Linked DNA regions of Capsicum annuum: region 2 is linked to region 1. Evidence: chromatin contacts called from public Hi-C data. All regions are on one chromosome and are shown on one strand. The core of a region is the stretch at or near the end of the contact, and the rest is flanking DNA. Distances in the headings are between cores, read along the strand shown.

Region 1 (6,799 bases), core at 33-2,532:
ACACCATTATCAGAACACTTCAAGACTCAACATCCCCACTACCACCACCACACCACAAAACCACACAAATTATCAAATTATCAACTGATTGAATTACTTCAATCAAAACACTTCAAGATTCAAACTTTACTCCCATAAACAATCGTGAAACAAAGAAATAAGCAATACCCAACAACAACAACAAAAACACACAATCCAAGTCAAATGGGGTAAGCATACATAATTATTCATAGCCAATAAAACATAAAACTCAGAAATTCTATCAAATTGGATAATCTTACATACATTTTAATTAACAAACACATAAAAGCACATACTATCAAAATCACTTTAAGGTTCAAACTTTACTCCCATAAACAATCATGAAACACAGAAATAAGCAATACACAACAACAACAACACACACAATCAAGGTCAAATGGGGTAATCATACATGATTATTGATAGCCAAATCAAACACAAAACTCAGAAATTCTGTCAAATGGAATAATCATACATAACATTAACAAACTCAGAAAAGAATAAATTATCAAAATCACTTCAAGATTCAAACTTCACTCCCATAAACAATCATGAAACAAAGAAATAAGCAATACCCAACAATAACAACAACACAATCAAAGTCAAATGGGGTGAGCATGCATCATTATTGATAGCCAAATCAAACACAAAACTCAGAAATCATACATACATTAACAAACTCAGAAAAGCACAAATTATCAAAATCACTTCAATCACAACACTATCAAAATCACTTCAAGATTCAAACTTTACTCCCATAAACAATCATGAAACAAAGAAATCAGCAAAACCCAACAATAACAACAACACACACAATCAAAGTCAAATGGGGTAAGCATGCATCATTATTGAAAGCCAAATCAAACATAAAACTCAGAAATCATACGTACATTAACAAACTCAGAAAAGCACAAATTATCAAATTCAAACCTTATTATCCCACTAACTAAAACCAAGATCCAAACCCACAATTATTAATTAAAAAAAGTAAAACCCATAATTCTTTTTTGTCAATTAACAAGAGATTTACATTACACTGAAATTAACCAAAAAAAAAAGAAGATAAAAAGATACCTTTATTATTATTACTTGGAAGTGACCAAATGCGATTAGAGCAAAAATAGGTGATCAAATCTTGGGGTGGGGTGGGGTTTTTTTTTTTGGGGGGGGGGGGGGGGGGGGGTCAAGAAGGTGACTAAAATTGATGAATGAGGAGAACCATAGGATAAAAGGAAATTATAAAGGGACAAAAATCAAGCAATTTCTAGACCAATTTTCACGTGTAAGTTTAATATTGAAAAAAAAAGGATTAATATTAGTTTTTGTTTTTTACAATTATTGGTAGATTTTAATTTTAATTTATGTGATATTTAATTATAGGAAGGTGCTGACGATGCGTATTAGGGTTAGGATTGGGGCTAGTAATTGTAACGCTTCACGGGTAGTATCTTGTTTTTGGAGCTTTCGTTTGGGTGAGGTATTAGGGATAAATATTCTCGAGATAAAATGAAGGACTGTTTTATTTCATATTTGGTGTGAGATATTAGTTAGTATCGAGATTATTTATCTCATCATTTACATCATAGTAATGGATAAGTTATCTCATATTTTATTCCATATTCAGTGTGAGGTATTAGTTAGTATCGAGATTATTTATCTCATCATTTACATCATAGTAATGGATAAGTTATCTCATATATATGGTGAGATCTCTAATCCCGAAATTAATTATCTTGAAATAATTCTTTCTCATTAGTGTGTTGTTTGTGGTTTCGCAGAGATTGTTGGCGGTATTATTTGGTAATAATCATTGTTTTTGCTACTATCTGTTATTTTGTTACTATCTTTTGTTTCTTATTCGCCAAGAAATAGTCGTGGACAAACTTGCTTCCAACTGCGGCAGTAAAATATTTCTCCGACTAGTCAGGGAATAAATTGCTAAGGGAAAAATAGGTTAATTCCTTTTGGATAAGGACACATGGCGCGCGTTATTTAACTGAAGGACATATACGTATCATTTTCAATAGTTCAAGGTTATATATATACTCAAAGTTAGACGGTAAAGGTACAAATAATTCAAAAATAGAATGGATGGTACTTACATACTATTTTCAATAGTTGTTACATATCAAAAAAGAATAAAACATTGTTACATGAGATTAAATTGATCAATTAAAGCAACAAATTTTCCAATTTAATAAAACTTCTTGGTTCTTTTTCTCGGGTTCGAGCCTTGGGTATGAAGAAAATTCTATTCGCAGCGGCACCCCTAGAATGGGCCTACAATATAGGTACCGGACACCAGGTGAGACCCCCCAAAAAAAATGTAAACTTTCTCATTTGTATATACTGAAAAGAAATGAATTAAGGAGATAACAGAATGACAGAAATTTTATTAAAACTATATACTATAAAAGGCTCAGTCATACAGAAGCTAAAACATTCTAAAAGACTAGAGAATGTGTTACAACATAGATGACTTCCTGTAGGGATGGCAATGGGGCAGGGCGGGGTGTGAACGTTATGACTATACACTAACGGGGCATTATGCTACAATCGATACGCAGTTGTCTTTAAATTACGCTGCAGAAACTTGTGAGTAGACGGCTGCATATGTATGATCAGCATCACCGATGATCAAGCCCTTCTCGGTAAGACCTTTGCTTGAAAACTATAGTGTCGATTATACAAGAAGGATACAAGCCTTGACCTGAAAACGCGAAAATGAGTCATAATGTTAGAAAGCACGCAATTAACGTAGGAAGACATGCAGTTACACGAGTTCTAGAGAGTCGGCAGAAAGTACACTTTAAACGCACTGAGTATCATGTTTTTGCGAGTTTCCTACCTGAACTATCACCAACTGTTTATCGAAACATACCTTAACTAAGCTTTGTCCCCTTTTCCTACCTGAGATATCACTATCGTTCAAGTAGGAAAAGGGAACAACTAACGGTTGAGGTCTATTTCAATAAATAGTTAGTGATAGTTCAGGTAGGAAAAGTAAAGACATGATACTTTAGGCTAAGTTGCACGGACTCTTCACTTTCGATGTCGCACCCGTGTCAGATTTTTCAAAAATAAACTATTTTTGGTGAATTTGATACACACCCATTGACATTTTTGACGAGTCCGAGCAACATAGACTTTAGGTAGGAAACTCACAAAAACGTGGTACATCAGGTGTGTTTTTCACCATTATCTCTATATTTTTTATGAGACAGTCAAGGGGAGGCTTGGAGTAATGTGAAGTTGTCTCCATGTGACCTATAGGTCACGAGTTCAAGCCGTGGAATCAGCCATCGATGCTTGCATTAAGGTAGGCTACCTACATTACAACCCCTCACAGTGCAGCCTTTATTAGTCAGTTTAGATACTAACATATGCATGACACAGGTAAAAGTTCTGCAGCGTAATCAAGGTTCGAATACCAAACAGTGCAACAAAGTACAGCAAGCTGGACACTAGCTATCAGCACGAAACTATACGAAACAATGCAAAGATGATCAATATGTATATACATGTATTACCTTTAAAGAAGAGATGAATGGGCCACGACGATTAACAGAAATATTTGCGAAAAATGGACCTATAACCCAATCTGCTTCATCCATAAAGACCACTTAACAGCCTCAAGAAACTTATCATTCTTCCGTAATGCGTTGATTAGGTTAGTGTAGGTTATTCGATCAGGTTTGACTCCATTTTTGCGCATTTCCTTAACCAAATCTACTGCACTTTCAACCATTCCAGCAATTCCATATGCCTTAATTAATGTGTTATAGCTGCACAAATCAGGTCTAATTCCCGATTCTTTTAGTTCGGCCAGTACAACTGAAACTTCTTCAATCCAACCTAGCTCGCCATAAATGTTTATCATAATGTTGTAGGTGAAATGATCAGAAGAGTGACCAGATTCCTTCAGTCTTTGCAAGACATTACGGAATTTCTCCATTTGTCCTTCTTTCCCATAGGCATCCAACATACAATTGTAGGCTTCAAGAGAAACCGAAAAGCCATTGAAGTGCATTTTCTTGACGGTTGATGACATATTCTTGAAGTCTTTGCTTCTCCCATATGCAGCTATGAGAGTGTTGTAAGAGATAACATCAGCCAGACCACACTTTTTAGCCATCGAAAAAACTTCTCTTGCCCTCTTGAAGAGCCTGGATTTTCCATATACGTCAAGCATAACATTGAAGGTGACTGTATTAGGTAAGAATCCATGTTTAAGCATCTCATCAAAAAGCCTTGAAAGCTCATCAACTGGCAGTGCACGGGCACAGCAGTTTATGACACAACTGTACATTTCCTGATCCCAGATGACTCCTCTTTTCACGATTTTGTAATAAAGATCTGCCAATTTGTCCTTCTTGTCACATCGCTGGTAGATCCGGAGCATATCACGGAGCAAATATGTGTCTGGAACAATGTCCTTTTGTTTTTCCATTGCATCCAACACAGAGCAGGCTCCTTCTAAAGCTCCAGATTTCACATACATCCTTACCACAACGCTGAAAGTTATCGTGTCCAGTTTGACATCTGAATTCTTCAACATTAGATAAAGCTTTTCAGCTTCAGCAAAATCATTGTTCGTACTGTAAATGTCTATCATAGTGCATATTATATGTAAGTTAGGCTTATCAGATTTTGGCATACAAGTGAACACTCTCACAGCATTCTCTGGATGCCCGAAATCTTTGCACGAGCAAATTAACAAATGGTACAAATTGTCCTCAAATAAAGCATCCTTCCACTGCTTTTCCCGTAAGACTTTTAACGCATCATCTATCATGCTGTTTTTCACATAAGCCATTACCAGACTTGAACAAGATATCTGGTTTCTCAAAACATGATCGTATAAAGAACCTCTCAGAATGGAAGGGACTTTGTGAATGAGTTCAAGCTTCTCATATGCTTGCAAAACAATGCCAAGGATGGTCGACTTTTCGCTGCCAGTGTGCATCATTTCCTCAATAGTTCTAACAACATCCTCTTCGCCTCCATGCTTGACTTGTAAATTTAGCATTGTGTATAAATTAGACGAGTTTGGTTTGTGTCCAAGTCTTTTCAGTTCCACATAGTATCTCCTAGCTTCCTCATAATTGTCTGCACGACCCCATCCTTCAATCATAGACCTGTAAGTTGTTTCATCAGGCTCCAACCCTACCTTTTTAAGGTCACTAAACAAGCGTTGTGCATCACTCATGTTGGAAATCTTCCCATATCCAGTGATCAATGTGTTGTATGCAACTATATTTGGCGGAAAACCGGCTTGGTTCATGGAATCTAAGACCTGCTCAGCCTCGCGTAACTTGCCTTGTTGACAGTAAGCATTGAGCAGAACCAACCAATTCTCCAGATTCAGAATTACTTCATCTTCCCTCAAAAGGCCAATGATTTCTTCTGCTTTATCATACAATCTCATACGTGTATATATCGTCAACATAGAAGAATATGCAGACTGGCACATAATTTTGAGATTTCTCATCATTGAAAATGCAAATTCTGCTTCCTCGACATTCCATCCTTTCTGATAGAGAGCCATTAGCATCCCAAAAGTCGCTATATTTGGCTGCACTTTGTTTTCCAACATCATATGGAACCACTTCACGCCCAACTCCACAAACCCTTTCTTATGGCAAGCATAAATAAGGGTATTGAAAACTTGATAGGTAAGCTCACAACCTGACTCCATACTCATTTCCTTAATCATTGCCTCCGCCCCATCCCAATCCCCTCTTCTCCCCAAGACGCGGAGTATCAAATTATAGGCAGTAACATTTTTCTTTAACTTTCCATTTTTCCTCATCCATTGGAAAAACCCCAACGCTTTCCCATCATCACCCCTTTCGAATTGCTTCAACATTGCATTGCACTGATCCAAACTCGAGTCAAACCCGATAGTCTCATCATGAAAATCAACCTCATTTTGACTATCTATCACATTCTCATCACTATTTACATCAAACACAATCATGGGATTTTCTCCCATTCCATTTTTCCTATCTTTCAATCTAAAACTAGACCTATAATTCGAGTCTCTCGGTACCTTCTTCACCCTCCTAAATCTCTTCCAAACGTTAAACTTTCCTTTCCGAGAACCCCCACCAAGATTTGGTTTTTCAGATACAATACTCTCATTTCCTAACTCACCATTAACCCCATCACCATCTAAACTCAACTCAGAAGTCTCTAATTCCTCAGTTTCTAATCTTGAAACTCTAATGTGCTTCAAATTACAAAATGGACTAACCACAAATGCACCACCACCCAAAAATGAAGGAACCCAACACTTAGAATCAGTAAAGTTCAAAGCTTTCTTGGATTCCCATGAACTATCTACGTGAAGGGACAATTTCAAAGAGGCCATGAAGCAAAGTGGCCTCAAGAAAAACTGATAACTTCAGCATTAATTCATCAAGATTCCAAGTTTATTAGAATATAAACTCAAAATTTAGCTAAAAGGGGGTGATGGGGAGTTATCAAGATTCAAAATTTCACAAAAAAACAAAGTTCAAATTCAGCTAAAAGGGGTTGTTGGGGAGTATTCAAGATTCAATTTTTTTACAAAAAACAAAGTCAAAATTAGCTAAAAAAGGATTGGTGGGAGCTATCAAGATTCAAAATTTATTGTAACAAACTTAAAATTAGCTAAAAGGGTTTGGTGGGAAGTAATCAAGATTCAAACTTGTACAAAAACAAACTCAAAATTTAGCAAAAAGGGGTTGTTTGGGAGTTATCAAGGTTCAAACTTTTACAAAAAAAAACTCAAAAT
Region 2 (6,724 bases), core at 241-2,740, 240 kb before region 1:
AATCCCATAAACGGAGTCTGGGGAGGATAGACTGTACGCATACCTTACCCCTACCTCGTAGAGGCAATCTCAACCTTAAAGAGCAATATGAAATATCCAATCATTCTATCAAGAAACAAGCAATCTCAACATTCTTGAGCCGTGGTCCATCGGAAATTACCATCTCTACCTTCCAAGGTATGGGGGTAAGGCCTGAGTACGCTACTCTCCCATACCTCACTTGTGGGAATACACAATGTATGTTGTTGTTAGGCAATCTCAACATTACGAACAACAACAGCAACAACAATAACATACCCAATGCAATCCCATAAATGGAGTTTGAGGAGTATAGACTATACGCAAACCTTACCCCTACCTTGTAGAGGTAATCTCAACCTTAAAGAGCAATATGAAATATGCAATCATTATATCAAGAAACAAGCAATCTCAACATTCTTGAGCTGTGGTCCATCGGAAATTACCATCTTTACCTTCCAAGGTATGGGGGTAAGGCCTGAGTATGCGCTACTCTCCCATACCCAGTGGCGGCGCCACCTTAGCTCCAGGGGTTCATCCGAACCTTCTTGTACAGAAAATTATACCGTTTTTATACTATTTTTACATAGTTAAAAATATTTTTATGCACATGTAGTAGATGTTGAACCCCTTCGACTAGTTCGTATATATACTTTTGAATCCCCTCAATGAAAATCCTGGTTTCACCACTGCCCATACCTCAGTTGTGGGAATACATAAGGTATGTCGTTGTTGGGCAATCTCAACATTACAACAACAATAACATACACAATGTAATCCCATAAATGGAGTCTGGGAAGGATAGACTGTACGCAAACCTTACCCTACCTCATAGAGGCCATCTCAACATTAAAGAGCAATATCAAATATATAACCTTTATATCAAGAAACATCCAATCTCAAACATTAAAAACAATATAACAAAATGATCACTACATACACAAAGCTAAGAAATTTCAAATTTACCTTATTTTACAACAGAAAAAAGTCTGATAAATCCACAAGAATTGAACCAATCACCTCCAAATCACCCATCTTTCTCCTTCTTCCTTTTCTCTTCACAAATGTGAAATTTTGATTCAAAGAATCAATTTTTTTTTGAAAAAAGAAAAGAAAATGAACCCAAAATTTATTTTCTTGATATTTACCTCAATATATGAACAACCAAAGCTATAACCTTTTTTTTTTCTTTCAAAAAAAATCAAGAAATGCTCATTCTTTAACAACCCCACAACTACAAGCCCAAAAAACAATTCAAGAATTGAAAAAAAAATAAAAAAATCTTGTGTAAAAAAAAGAAAAAAAAAAAGAACCCCACTAGTGGAAAAATGATCAAGATTATTTTTCAGATAATAAAAAAAAAATTGTTTTTTTTTTATAACGGTTTGTTGATTTGTCTTTTACTAAAAGGGAAGGTAGTCCTAGATTTTGGCTGTCTTGTTAATGCCACCCCATTTTTCTAGATGATGATTAATTAATATCTTGATTTTATCCTCTTAATTAATACTAATTAAAAATAAAATAAATAATTAAAAGTAATAAAATACATAATTAAAAAATATTATTGGTTTTATCTATGAGGTTTTAAAAGAAAGATTTTAAAAGTGTGTTGGTTGGCTCATGCGGTTATTATATTACTATTTGTGAAATTATACTAAATTAGTTATTGTTATTGTTGTCATCTAGTAGTTAAAGTTAGTCGATCAGATTAATTTAAACTCTTGACATATTAAATGGGAAGTATTTTCTATAAGGAATTTCTCCAGTAATAATAGAGCGAGCTAGCCACTTTTCAATATCGTAATTAAAAAAATACTCATCGTTTGAAACTTCGTGACAATAATTATTTTGCAATTATCAAGACTAAAAAGTGGGATTCTCGCTTTTTTTTTTTCTCATGTTCATGGATCTAACACGAGACCTCATATTGAGGATCGAAGAATCTTAACTATTTCACTAGATTTCTGTAATGGTAGTGGCAGATTTTTCAATTCTTTCAATTTATGTGTTATTATTTGAATTGTGATATTCAAATAAATTTATCCTTGATAGTAATTTATCCTCATTGAACTATCAATTATAGTTACTTATAGTACTTTTTACAGTAGTTTCCAAATAAATAAATTTTATTTCGAAAAATTTAAAGATTTTGTAGTCAAATTTCAACTATTTAACTCTCCTGAAGCGAAAGTGTCACATAAACTAGGACGGGAGTAAATATTTGTATATAATTATTGTTTCTAGTATTAATCATGTAGTTTAAGAATAATGTCATGAGTCATGACAATATGATTTGACTTGATAATATTTGTTGGAGTTTCGTGGCAAAATAAAATTGTTAAAAGTATGATTTTTATATCAATGTCCACTGCTTTATTTCTGTGCTGTCTATTATGATTTCACAAAATCACTTATTATATTATATGAAATTTGAATTTTTTATTACATTTGGAGATTGATTATGTGTTGTTAGTTATTTAAATGTTGTTTTAAGCTTTATTTGAGCTTAATCATCATTACTTTTCTATTCTTTATTGCTTTCAACTTGACTTTTTTATCGGACGTCCCGAGTTCGAGCTCTGGGTATAAAGAAAATCTTATTGGGAGCGCCATCTCCGGAATAGGCCATGCAGTGTGCAATCCGAATTAGTCGGTGTTCCAATGCGGATACCGAACACCGAGTGGGAAACCAAAAAAAAAGAACTCAAATTTTTTGCTATTATATTTATTTTTGTATATGTTTTACTCGAGTCGAAGACAAAAGTAAATCCACTTATAAAGGTCGAGTCGTGGAGGTGTATGTGCATCTGTTAACTTTGAAAAAAAAACTTTGTATATGTATGTGTGAGTACTTCCCTCAGCTAATGACGCCAGATCGAATCCAGTGTCACCTTTTCGTTATCTGAAAATCAGACGTGCATGACTATTGAGCTATCGCTCTCGACAGTTCGATAGAGTTAAAAGTCTTACTATCAGCTTAGAACTCATATTCAATCTACATATTCGCATCTTCGTCGTTGATCACGTCACTAGTGATCAATCGAATGCGACATTATCCTTTAATTATCACTAAAAGTTTCATTAGCGTTTGCGTTAAAATAATAGTACCTCCGCGATCCTTAAATCCTGAGTCTGTCTCTAGACGAGTGTCTATTCAAAATAATTTTATATCTTCATTATCTTCTTTTTTTTCTTTCAAACGGACACAAACAAATATCAAGTTTTATATTTTATTAATTTATTTTTATCAAACAAACAATATAATTACACTTGTCACTTTTTCTTTAAATAAAGAAAAAACCACATAATTACACATGGGGGCATGTCAATGTTTAAGTTGGACTTTAAATGTTTTTAAAAAGTGGTTAAAATATGGGTCGATTGTAACGGCTATTAATAATTATTTTAATAAATAAATTTATAATGTATGTCTTATTCATGGCCAACCATACTACTTATTCAATGTTCCATCATGCTGATTGTAAGATAATTAATAAAATATATATCGGGGCGGATCTAGAATATCGGGTGTGAGTTTTTCGAAACTCGGGTAACTTTTGTACGTATGTTGAATCATCATATTAACGAGTGTTAAATGGACGGATATCGATTTGATCGAAATTAAATGAGTAAAACTAGATTGAGTTAATAAATAACCAGATAATTTTATCATCTCTGTCATAAGAATCTATCCCTACTTTCATGAAATCGTTTTTTTCATTTTTCAGAAACTTATTTTCGAACAATATTTTTACGAAAATGTTAATTAACCAAACACGAAATGTGGGCTAACACCCACTGAAAACGGCAAAAAAGGACCTGTTTTGCCCGTTTGACCACCAAAATAATCCAGGCGGCCCCGCCGAACCACCTACATCCGCTCCACAGCCCGCGCGGGGGGCAATCGATGGATTTTTCACCCAGATACTCCACTGAGCCCTGGGCCCACCCACCGAGTCATGGTCAACACCCACTGAAAATGGTCAAAAAGGATCCGTTTGCGCCGTTTTGCTCGTTTAACCATCAAAATGGCCCAGGCGGCCCTGCCGGACCACCCACATCTGCTCCATAGTCCACAAGGGCCCGCCGGTTGGTTTTGGCCATATATGCCACCAAACCCATTTAAATTTCTCTTTAGGAGTGATTGATGACTTTTCTATACTCTCTCCGTCCCATATTACTTAACATGTTTCTCTTTTGCACAATACTTAAGGAGAAATTATTAAGGGGTGCCAGTTGATTAATATGATCCTACTATTAAACTTACATTAAATATCGTCATTACTTATTGGAGTTAATTACTCTTTCATTAAATTACTAAGAGTAAAGCTGAAAAAAGGTGTTCAATTATTTTAAGACAATACTTTCTAGAAATATGTCAAATAATATGAGACAACGGAATAACTTTAGAAAAAAAAAAGTGGAGTTGTGAAATTAACATTTACTTAAATATAATTAAGAAAACAATTAATGCATAGAGCAAATCAACAATGTAATTAAATGAAATTAATTTCACATTTTGGTTGTTTACTTGGTCCTTTGATGCTCTTCGTGGACATTTATTTGTTTCTCATTTATGTTTTCAAGATTAAACAAAAATATGTATTTTGTTAGTTAAATGATCGGGTATATCAAGTCATGTATCATACAAGAGAAATTAAAAAAAAAATAAAAAAATACAATGTGATTGTGTCATAAAGTTTTATTTCTTTTTATTTGACATTTTGTATTTTCTTCATTTTTTTAAACGTAATGTAGCTTTCACTTACTTGGCGTTTGCGCTATGGATCTAATTAAAATTAGATTTGGAATTAAAATCTACTTTTGAAAATGAAAAATAAGTTACTCAAGTATTACAGAGATATATTTTTCTTAAAGAATATATTATATCATAACATAACCTGTACGTTGATAATTCTAAAAAAGACTTGATTGTTATAGTGAAATATAGTGGAGGATATATAGTTATTATAAAACGGTCCGAGTGTTTGACTATATATTCATCTGATGTCTTCACTTAATGATCTGATTAATTCAAATTTGTGTCGCATAAGACTCATTTAAAAAGTGAATTAACCCATTTTTCCGTCAATTTTAAGGTCAACGAGAGCAATAAAGTTTCAATTCCATCACAATTTTTTTATTTACCGATTAATTAAAATTTGTGTCACATTATACTCCTCCTTTTCTAACATTTGAATCAGTTATTTTCAAAGTTTGGTATAATTTAAAGCCGTCAATATGAGTCAGGACCGTTGGGCCGGCCCGATCAGGCCTGTAAATTTGATGGAGTTGGGCTTTAGTTTTTGCAGCCTATTTAAGAGCAGGGCTTTTTAGCCCGGTCCATATAAAGCCTGTGGCTCGTGGGGCTTGAGCAATGTGGATTGGGCTAACCTGTGGGCTGGTCCATAAGTCAAATACATGCAACTATTTAGATTGTTTATTAATATTTTTATTTGATTTGAAGGATATCATGTCAAAAATTATTTAATTTCGCTATTAGAAGTATTTTTTGCGCATTAGAGACTTGGTTAATAAGTATTAACACTATGTAATATTGTCTGATAATATTTATATTTATTAACATTCTAAAATTAAATTACAAAATATTATTTTTTAAAAAGTGGGCTGGCTCACGAGGCCTGCAACCTACAGAGTAATGATATGGGCTTGGTATTTTTTGGCCCATCATTTTGATGGGTCGACCCGGCCTAACCTGTCAAACTCAAAGGCCGTGTGGGCTAGTCCGAATGGGTGGACCGACCCGTATTGACAGCTATTATAATTGACGAAAATGTGGTCCCCAAAAATGATTTCACACTTCATGTGAAAATTCTATTTATTTTTATTACAAAATTATAAACAATACAACAATAATGCAGTTGTTTAAGAGTGATTTGTACTATGAGATGATTTTATTTTGTTAGTTTAGTTGCGTGGTCAAATTTTAAAAAATATATTGCAATAACCCGTATCAAGTAAATAAAATCTTATACTAAGTATTTGAAATTAACGTGCTACACACGTTCTCATACACTAATCTATAATCTATAAAGAAAAGTGATTTAAACTTTTTACCCTTCATTAAAAATCTTTGATTTTAACAAAATCATTTTTTCACTATTTTTTTTTCAATTATTATTTAATTGTATTTATAATATTAACTGAATTCCTAAAATATGTAAAAAGAAATATATTTTAATCAAAGACTCCTAAAATATATGAAAAAAAGGTTCTTTTACATCTTTGGTTATTGAAGGCAACTTTTGAAAACTTTCTATACGTATGTAAATGCACCTTTTATTTTCAATCTAAAAATAAAATTTTAAAATAATATAGTTTGGTAAAATATTGATTTTAAGCAATTCAATTTAAAAGTATTCTATTATAAAAGGAAAAAGAAGTATGAAAGTTTGACTTTAGTATAAAAAGTATATCTATATTTTAAAATGGGTACAAATAGTTTGACTTTCTTTTTTATATTATATTAATCAGTCTCCTAAAATATATGAGTTTACTAAAATATATGAAAGGAGAATCAATTAATATTTTTCTTTGTAGTGATCAATTAGAAAAATACTCCTAAAATATAATAGAGAAATACTCCTAAGATAGGACTGTATTAAGGAAAGACTTATATAAATATTAAGATGCACGTTAAACTAGAGAAGAAATCGATTTACTTATTGGAAAAATATGATTGATA

What was found. A called contact is a pair of places that touch in the nucleus more often than the background predicts.
Region 2: a contact with region 1 is called in a Hi-C map of leaf, with 2.3 times the contacts expected there. The contact joins the promoter of LOC107877547 here to the promoter of LOC107876310 in region 1. A contact is called at or near these places in 4 of 5 Hi-C or Micro-C datasets (bud, leaf and placenta).

The regions. Positions count from the first base shown.
Region 1 is chr7:2,614,212-2,621,010 of UCD10Xv1.1, reverse strand. LOC107876310 (V-type proton ATPase subunit H) reads right to left here and starts at 1,282. Exons shown (of 12, transcript XM_047415092.1): 1 at 1,096-1,282. It overlaps LOC107877543 (pentatricopeptide repeat-containing protein At4g30825, chloroplastic), which reads right to left. Exons shown (of 2, transcript XM_016724208.2): 1 at 3,552-6,799; 2 at 2,390-2,731. The coding sequence starts at 6,394. The coding sequence ends at 3,611.
Region 2 is chr7:2,849,766-2,856,489 of UCD10Xv1.1, reverse strand. It overlaps LOC107877547, which reads right to left and starts at 1,490. Exons shown (of 3, transcript XM_016724215.2): 1 at 985-1,490.